2 separate regions of the Zea mays genome follow, and region 2 is linked to region 1. The links are chromatin contacts, called in public Hi-C maps. All regions are on one chromosome and are shown on one strand. Each heading gives the region's core, a stretch centred on a gene start, on an enhancer-like site or on the middle of the called end of the contact. The rest is flanking DNA. Distances are from core to core; before and after follow the strand shown. Region 1 holds the start of LOC100193076. Region 2 holds the start of LOC103645981 (OSJNBa0041A02.21-like protein).

The links. A called contact is a pair of places that touch in the nucleus more often than the background predicts.
Region 2: a Hi-C map of ear shows a contact between it and region 1, with 1.9 times the contacts expected there. The contact joins the promoter of LOC103645981 here to the promoter of LOC100193076 in region 1. A contact is called at or near these places in 7 of 25 Hi-C or Micro-C datasets (bundle sheath, ear, endosperm and 3 more).

The regions. Positions count from the first base shown.
Region 1 is chr2:12,273,049-12,277,928 of Zm-B73-REFERENCE-NAM-5.0, forward strand. LOC100193076 reads left to right here and starts at 2,975. Exons shown (of 1, transcript NM_001138242.1): 1 at 2,975-4,625. The coding sequence starts at 3,025. The coding sequence ends at 4,509.
Region 2 is chr2:12,456,362-12,461,241 of Zm-B73-REFERENCE-NAM-5.0, forward strand. LOC103645981 (OSJNBa0041A02.21-like protein) reads left to right here and starts at 2,940. Exons shown (of 2, transcript XM_008670715.2): 1 at 2,940-3,303. The coding sequence starts at 3,219. It also overlaps the pseudogene LOC109944111.

The sequences.
Region 1 (4,880 bases), core at 1,725-4,224:
CTGGAGTATGCCATGTAAACCATACGACCCCAATGTTCGGTTGACCTGCTATCGGGGGGCGGTGGACTTTGGCGGTTTTTTTAGAGACCACAGATTAATCACTCTATTTTAGTATTATTTAGTTTTTAAATTACCAAAAATTGGAATTAAAATAGTCACTAAACTGTTTTAGTCTCTAGTCCTATTTAGTTTTTAAAATTTATCAAAATTTAATATGATTGACCTTTTCAAGCGTGCGTATTTAAATACGGAATATTTTTTTAGACGGGAGGCTGGAGTATGCCATGTAAACAGTAAACCATACGACCCAAATGTTCGGCTGACCTGCTATTATGGGCGGTGGACTTTGGTTCCGTTTGGTTTGATAGACTAAAGATTAGTTTCTTTATTTTAGTTATATTTAGTCTCTAAATTATTAAACGTTGAGACTAAAATAAGTATTAAACTGTTTTAGTCTCTAGTCCCTCAAAAGATGACTAAAAGGACTAAATCATACAAATTCCACTTTTTACCACTCCTTTATTTCAGTTACACTAATGTTGGAAGAATGTTTAGTGGTATTATGATCATCTTATGATCCATTTAATAAGTTTTGAATACTTTTAGTCATTAAAATCAAACACTCTTAACTAAGGGGGTGTTTGGTTAGAGGGACTAAAGATTAGTCTCTAGTTTTTAGTCACATTTAATCACTTTTTTTTGCCAAACACTAGGACTAAAATATGGACTAAAATAATTTAGTCTTTAGTTCTTCACATATGTGCTAAAAGGGACTAAACTATATTAATTCCACATTTATCCCTCATTTAGTTCAATTGTACTAACAACAGGAGAATGTTAAAGGCCATTTTAGTCTTATTATGAGTCATTTAGTATATTCTTACTATTTTTAGCCATTAGAACCAAACATGTTATAGACTAAACTTTAGTCTCTAGATTAAAGAAACCAAACATAGGCTAAATTATAGTTCCGATACTAAAGTAACTAAGCTAGCCCTTTGTCGCGTGCATCCTGAACGATCCAAGTACTCTGGACAATTTGGTACGTCCAAAAGAGAGTGGACCTAACACGTGCCCATCACAGAACCCATATGCGTGGCCGGTGCCATGCGCACGTAGTTGACAAGCGAACCTGTCTGACTGTCCATGATCAGGTGCATCAACCCCACACATGTTTTCGCATGATCAGGTGCATGAACTGAAAGGTACTTATTAAGGAGGACTGGTGGCGCACGGTGTGAACCCAGATTGATTCGGAATTGGATGGTGGGTCAGTCACAGTCAGTAGACGCTGAACGACAAAGTAGCAGTTCTCGATCTGTGGCCATCCTTGTACGTATCTCGTGCGATCGCGATCAGGAGCACTTGACGGACGACACAGACTCTTTCATTGCTTTGCCTCGCAGAGCCGCGGAGGCGAAGAACGACCAGGACTTGAGAGATGAGCTCGGTGATTTTCTTGTTCTTGGTTTGCTTACTCCTTCTAACGACAAGCACGTACACACAGCTGCCGTACTGCTACGCTGAACCTGTCCGTTCCATGACGGACCAGAAGCGGCATGTGCACGCAGGAGGAGGCACGGGCACCACGCCGACGGATGAGTTCGTCTTTTGTCTCCCGGGACCGGGAGAGGGGACCAGGAACCGCAGAAGAGTGAGCTGTCGTTGATTGAATGGCCGCCATGCCCATGCTTTCGAAACGCCAGGAGCCTGTGTGCTTCCGTCGATCGTCCACCACGCCGACGTCCATGTCATCTAGCGCAGCAGAGACTGGAATGCGCGTGAGTTCCACACTTTGTTAACTGTGGTGGAAATAGTTTCGCAAGCCATCAGTTACATTTTCTACATTTCTGATAAGCTAAGGGTCGGCTATTTTAGTCCATACAAACGGGTGGCCTACGTCCACATCTCGCTCCATAAAAACTAGGCAAAAAATGGACGAAAATTCCTTTGATTCCGAATGAAAAAAACTATACAACATACTTTGAGCAATATCCATGACTCATCATAAATGGTAATGTCCTGTACCCTGTTTGGATTGGTGCCACTTCAGAAGTAGCATAAATGGACGTGCTTATGACCTTATGGGGATTTATTATGCTTATCTTATGACCTCTTATGCCTCTGATATAAAAGCAATACTACTGTTTTTGAAGGAGTCAAACATTTTTAAAAACTTTAATTAGGCATATATAAAAAATATTAGAAAATATAGTATATAATTTGTAACATTAGATAGATTGTTTAATCCATTTCTATAATAAACTTACCTAGGGATAGGATGTTGCTAATGATTTTTTTTAAGAGCGATAACTATCTTAGAATAAAAAGAATACGATTAAAGACCGACCTCTAGATGAGGTAGAAAGGATGTCCCAATGCTACTGTTAGTAGTCAGTGTTGACATATGTACAACGAGCAAGGACTTTCGATTTTATAATAAAGAAGCAATTAATGAGCAATTGATATTGTATTGTATTTTCTATAAGAAAACGTAGTTATAACATCCGAAAGATGACCCCGATATCTGAAAGTTAGTCATTCTTCTTGATCCGCGTCTATTGTTCTTATTGATCCTCATGATAATATAAACCCGAAATTATTGCTGCTATCACAGCAGCACTGTCGTTTTCTGTGTCTCGTATTGATGGTTGCGGGACAGAATTATCAAACACGGATGCAGGTATAGGTAAGAAACAGTACAATTTCATTCAGATCTGGATGACATCGGACCGCACGTCACACATACTGCCGACGGCGTCCGACAAAACTGGGCGAAGTTTTCTTTTCTTTGCCTATTTCTGTCAGTTGAGATCAGCAAGAATGCAATTTACGCTGATTGCCGACATTGAGCTGATCTTTCCTCGGGCATTCGGGCTCTTAGCCGTCATGGTGAATGGCCACGATGATTGATGAGTACAAAAACGGTGGCAAACTCGATTTGACATCGCAGCAGACATGGACAGAGACATCGCCATTGCAGGGAACCATCACCACCTGATCGACATCGCACCAGACGCGAGCATGGGCGAGGCCAGTGGCGCGACGGACGGCAGCGCGGAGCGGCTAGGGGTAGGCACGGGCGGCGGTGGTGGCGGAAACGAGAAGAAGTGGCTGCGCAAGCTCACGTCGGCTACAGTGAACACGGCGGTGCTCCGAGACCTCATCTCGCGGACGCCCATGCTGTGGTACCTCGGCGAGAGGACGGGGACAATCCTCCGCCCGTGCGCCCGGCGCGAGCCCGTGGAGGCGCTGCACGCGGTGCGCGCCGTGGCCATCGGCCCGTTCCACCGCGCTGACCGCGGCCTCCCCTTCCCCGACGACGCCAAGCTCCCGTTCATGCGGTACCTGCAGGACCAGTGCGGCCTCGACGTGGACGGGTACGTCGAGGCGCTCTGCCTGGAGCGCGACCGCCTCCGCTGTGAGTTCGCCGACGACGGCTCGGACGGGCCCGCCGTGGAGATTCTAGACGACGAGGCGAAGCTGCTGGAGATGCTGCTGCTGGACAGCTGCTTCATCCTGGTGGTGAGCTTGATGCTCAGCAAGGCCGGCACAGGCGACGACGCCGACAGCGTGACGCGGGCGGCGTCCATCAGCAAGGACTACTTCATACTGAACATGGCCGTGGCGCAGCACGCCGACGACATCAAGCTCGACATGCTCGTGCTCGAGAACCAGGTCCCGTTCAGAGCCATCAAGCTTCTCGCCGCTTCGTGCCCTGGGCTCAAGCTCCGGAACTCCGTCGAGGAGCTCGTGCTCGGATGTTTCGACGACATCTGCCCCAAGCGCGCGCGTCGCGCCGCCTACAGCGCTGCCGCCGGCGAGTTCCACCACGTCCTGCACCTCTTCCACTGGTCCCGCGTGCCCAAGGACAAGTACTTCGTCCTCTCGACGCCACGGAAGCTCCTCAAGATCAAGAAGGAGTCGGAGCGGCTGTTCCCCTGCTCCATGGAGCTTCGGAGGTCAGCGGTGTGGTTCCGCGAGGCGTCGTCGAGCTGCGGCGACCTGGACATGTGGTTCTGGCGACACCCGGCGAGCCCGGTGGCCGTGATGACCGTCCCGTGCTTCCACGTCCACGAGTACAGCGCGGCTGTGCTCCACAACCTCCTGGCCTTCGAGAAACACTTCTACTGGGCGCACGGCGCATGCGTGACGGCGCACGTAGCGCGGATGGAGGGCCTGATTCGTTGCCCACAGGACGCGGCCATGCTCCGCAAGCGAGGGGTCCTTGCCAGCACGCGGCGCACGGACACCGAGCTGGTGGCCTTGTTCCGGGAGCTAGGTGAGGAGACCGTCGGGGCGCGGCTTCCTGACGACTACGGCGAGATGCTTGACGCCGTAGCGGGCCACCGGGGCCGGCTTGTCAGCGGGTGGTGCGGAGGGTTCGTGCTGCACTTCTTCCCGTCGCCATGGGTGGCCGTCTCTCTCGCCGTCGCTGCCGCGCTCATCTTCGTGCCGTCGATGCTGCAGACCGTCTACACCATGTTCGGCTACTTCAAGAGCAACTGACAGGATCAAAATTAGGGTGCTAGAAGTAGAACCTCCTGTAACCCCTGATGTTTTGTTAGCACAAAGTTAGATTTAATTTGAGACACGTGGCTTAAAATCTGGTTCGTTAAAACTTGAAGGCATTTGAGTGCACCGGAGAATTCCGTACGTGCTCGGTGCTCCTCAGTGCGGAGGCCACGTCGCCCGAAAATAGCCGCGCCTCTTCCCCAGCCATCGCCTCTGCCGCACAATCCCCCCACCTACTGCGCTTCCGCGCAACCGCTCCACCACCTTGCAGCGGCGGCCCGTCTCGTGGCGCTCGCGCTCTGGCACTGCTCGGGCGTGACCCTCTCCTCGTTGTCGCCTCGCTTCTAGCTTCTGATCCCGTCCCA
Region 2 (4,880 bases), core at 1,690-4,189, 180 kb after region 1:
TTCGTGACTGACTTTGAACGGGACGGTGTCTGAACTCAATTGAATGAAACAATTTGTTTGTTTGGCTTTAATCCGTACCGGTTTCTACTGCTCCTACAGTGTTTTGTCTCTATAGATTATAGCTGCAGCAGTTCAAACAATTAGCTTTAATCTAAAGCGATAAATTTCGCATCAAGGTGTAGGGACACACGGCAAAGACAATCGCACGCACGTGAATTCCTCCTGTGCGAGGAATCAAGGGCGGCTTTTAATCAAAAGAGGTGACTTAACTTATATTGTCACTATGTAAGTACTCGTGCGTTGCAACGGAAAAAAAATAGTGTAATAATTACATATATATGGCTATATGTTGTGTTGTTAATTAAAATTAAGCTGCATCTGGACTTTGTAGTGACAATTGGTTGTAACCTTGAAGGCTGAAAATTGATGTTGTTCTTGATCCTAACCACGCTCCAGACTTGCTTGCCAGGTTCATTTGTAAGTTCAAAATTATAGACCAAAATTAGGTGAAAAGGCGATGTGGCAGGCGCGGCCGCCGTCGGCGCGGAGCTCATCAGGGCACCGCTCGTTGAGGTCGACAAGGCACCCCGTGTCGGGGCAGCCGGCCGCGGCGGGCTGCACGAGCATGGGCAGGTTGTAGCCGTCGACGAGGCTGACATCGTAGAAGTCCTTGCCGCCGTCGCCGTCGAGCGTGAACTCGGCGAGCGTGGCGGGCGGCGACGCCCCCGCGCCGCGGCACTCGACCTCGCCGGAGCCGCAGTCGCCCGTGGTGTAGGACCCCTTGCCGGAGGCGTCGAAGGTGCAGTCGGAGCGGCCCCAGAAGCGGCCCGACCACCCCTGCGGCGCGTACAGCGGGCGCGACTGCCCCGGCGCGAGCGCGAAGCCCGTGGTCTCCAGCGGCGGCGTCCCCGAGCCGGACAGCAGGCCCGGCCACACCGTGTCGCGCGCAGCGGTTGGTGAAGGTGAACATGATGCCGCATACCGACCCTGCGCGACGGACGCGAGCACCGCACCGGAAACGGACACCGGTTCAGTCACACTTGCCCTTCCTCCCCCACGAATCCGAACAGGCGGGATCGATTGGTACTGGCAGAAGGGAAAGAACACCAGGCACGGGCTGCCGCGAAATGAATCAGAGCCACCACGTACGTACCTTGGAAGAAGGAGAGGATGAGGATGGCGATCGAGGCCGGCGAGCCCGGCAGGCGCGCCCGAGATGCCATTGAAGCGACCAGCACGCTGTCAGGAGAGAAGCTCGAGCTCGAGGCGCGCTGGTGGTCAGGGAGCTTGACTGTGAGATTGGATGGACGATTAGTGCTAGCTAGAGGGAGGATGGACTCTTATGGACCGGGGCGGCGAGGCGGGTGCGGCCGAGTAATAAGGCGGCGGCGGCGGTTGGGGAGGGGAGGGGAGGGGAGTGGAGGAGGTGGTGGAAGTGGTCGCGACCCGCACGGCCCGCGCTCGCTTGCGGAGCAGGGGGGAACGAGGGATGTGCCGACGTGGGGCTACGGGGAGCCGGGAGAGAGGAGCAGTTGCGATCGATGGATGGAGGAGGCTTGAAGCGGGGGCGACGGGACGGTGATGATTTGACGCATATAGATGGACAATGTAGATTGGCTAAAGGCAGAATCAGGGGAGGCAACCTACCCCTTACAGCCTTAATAGTAGTATAGATTGTAGAACACGTCTTATTCATAAAATTCTACTATCAACATTAATCATCAAAACCAAGTAAGAGCCTAAATGCTCTCATTTAGCAAAAATATTTTTATGTTTATAGATTTATTCGTTTATCATGTTTTTTATAAATAAAAAATCATATAATTATATACTACATCTATTCTCGAATATTTGTCGATCGCTAGTTTATTTTTAACTAAACGGTGGTAAATTAAAAAATAACGGACGGAGTATTTGTGTATTGGCCTTTAGGAGAGTTATCCTAACCATTCGATTGAAAGACTCGCAATTATTTCGGTTGTTTGAGAGTAACATAGTAAAGCCCTGCCCCCTCCCCTCCACTCAGCCACCCGGCAAAGACATGCGCATAACCCGTTTTCAGGTCGTTTTCACTTGTCCTTGCGTATCCGTAAGTACATTTGCGGTGTGAATGGATAGGATAGTGTAGTAGTATAGTGTTTCTTCTATTAGCGGATTAGCCCATGGTTTGCAGGTCCCTTGCTACCGAGGGCGACCTCGTTAGTTTATTGTCGGCTGTCCATCCTCTAGCTAGTAGTTCGTCCTGCTGGCCAAGATAATCTTCATTGAAATGGACTGATTAAACAGAATTCTGTCTGTTGCTGAAATAAAAAAAACAATTAGAATTCCATTTGCGTGGCAGCTGCCCCAACTTCAGTACTATGCAATCGCGTGTCCTAGGGCAGAATTACCACGAAGAAGAAATGGTACATGCTGATACAAAGCATGACGGTTTTACATCTGAAACTGCCGAAGGATACATACGTGCTCAGAATTTGACGGTCCGTGGTCCGTGGAAACAGCCTCCGTGTCGAAGTCGAACTTTAGCAGGATACCTAACCCTGACGGAACGAGAGTGGACCGTGACACCAGCATGCGGCCGAAGGTTAGGTCGCCGTCGCCGGCCGGGCAACAGCCCAGCCCTCGTGTGGGCATGCCTACGTAACCGCGGCATGGGCGGTGCGGGTCGCGCTCGGGGTCAAATTTCCCTGTCGGAGCCGAGACCGAGAGGCACTCTCCTGTACCTGTACGCGTGCGCGCCCTGCCGCCCACAAGTGTTCGAGTTGGACTGGCGAGCCGCCACGGGCACGAGGCATTCTGCATTCTGCCTGGTGGGGACAGCGCAGGCAGGCAGGCAGGCAGAGACGGACGACGACGGCGACGGAAGACTGCCTGCACCTGCCGACCTCGCAAAAAGGCACGGGATAAAAAGCAGAGCCCGCCCGCCCGCCCATCCAGAACGCAGGAAATTCTGAGCAGCAGCCGTCGGCGGCGCTCAGGCCAATAAAACTGCCGTAACGAACCAACAGACGCAGCTCTGCCTCTGTTTTCTCTCCATAAGCAGCAGCAGCAGCAGCAGCAGCAACGACGAACAGTTGCCCGCCACAGCTGACCTTGTCACCACCAGAGAGCAGAGCAACCGTGCGGCCGTCAGAAGCAGAGGCGGCCAGGGGAACCCAAAGGGGAGCGCGTCGTCGAGGCTGGCCGCCGCGAGGATCCCGGCGCCCGTGCGCGCGGTCATGGCGTGGTGGCGGAAGAAGGTGGTGTCCCCGGCGCGCCGCGCGTGGGCCGCCGTCTCCACCCGCGTCCGCGCGCGCAACACAGGTACGTACGCGGCGGCGCCGCCCCCGAATTCCGAAACGCCCTTGGCTTTTGGCTTTGGCTTCACGCGCCGCGAATGGCCGCTTTGGCGAGCTTGTGATCGTGTAGCGGTGGAGTAGGTGCCTATAGAGGTTTGTAGCCGGTTGTTAGTCCTCGCTTTGGCTTTCTTTGAGCCCGGCCAAGTCAGTCGCCGCCTCGCCAGTTTGTTTGCAGGCCGAGTTCTTGCGCCGTTGCGCGCTGTGGTCGATCGACCTCCGCCGGCTCACTCAGCTGAGCTCACGGACGACTTCTTTCGTTTCCTTCGCAGATCTCGCGTGCGTTCGTTCTCGTTTTTCAATAAGGTCGTTCACATAGATGAGATGAGATGGCTGCCGTCTTCTTGACCATACTAGAGTTCAGTATATGGACACTTCAGTTACTTGGTCAAATTATAAATCCTGCAACTGCAACAGGTAGCAGTAAGTAGCAGAGTGTCGGTGACGGTGAGGTTTGCTGAACATCACTACATATATATAGTCTATAGCAGCTACCTAGTTTATGTAGTCCAGGGACGCTAGATCATTCTGGATTCCAGAACATTCTTCGTCGGTGAAAAGACTCTCCTCTCATTTTTTTTTTCTCTCGCGCATTCCATTGGCGTTATACTGAAAAAAAATACTCCGTCACCTTGAGACCGCGCGCGCCAGCGCCATACAGCCTCTAGGGACCATCCGTGTTTTACGCTATTTCATTGGACTCGTCAGCGATTAAAAGGCTAGAGCAACTTAGTGTTTGGATGGATGGATGAGGAAGGATGAAGAGGGATCGGGTGGGATACTGCATGAGCTGCTGACTATTCGGCCACCCGGCAAGCACATATCCATGGTGGTGGAATGTGATTCTTCCCCACCTCGATCCATCGACGACATCCACTAGAGGGTAGTAGAGTGTAGAGACTGGAGTCTCACCGAGTCAATTAGCTAGACCTTTTAGGTTACCTCTGGAAACCATCTTTCCTTTATCGCCTCCACAGCTGCTGCCACTAACTAAAACGCTCTCCAAAGCTCTAGTTCTAGTTCCCCCTAGACTTCGTAACATGTGGGCCCAAGTTCGTTTCAGAGAAAACGTAACAGTCTCTACTCTCTAGAGTATGTAACATTTGGTTGGTTGGTGATGGTGATGCCCAAAAAGATCCTCGGATATCCAGTGCAGGGGTGTATCAAGGTGTTCGCAAAAGATCGTGTAAAATAGAGAGTTTGTCCTGTAAATTACACCGTTTACATAGCGCATCGGTTTTCTCCCCTCATACGCAACTCAATTTTCCAATACGAAGAGAAGTAATAGTACCACTAAGGGCAAGTACAAATCCAATGAATATGCCATGTCTTAAGTTTATTTTAGGGGCTTGAGTGAAAGATACACCAAGGAACACCACTTTCTTCTTTTGTACTGTTTTTTTTTCTTAAGTGCAAGGAACATCATCTTGAGATGCATTGATTATGGATAGGTTTTACATACGGTTCATCATGTCACACTATGTTTTATTCTTGGACGACTGTGCGGTAGGTTCTAGATTATACATACCCTAAAACTCACCAAAC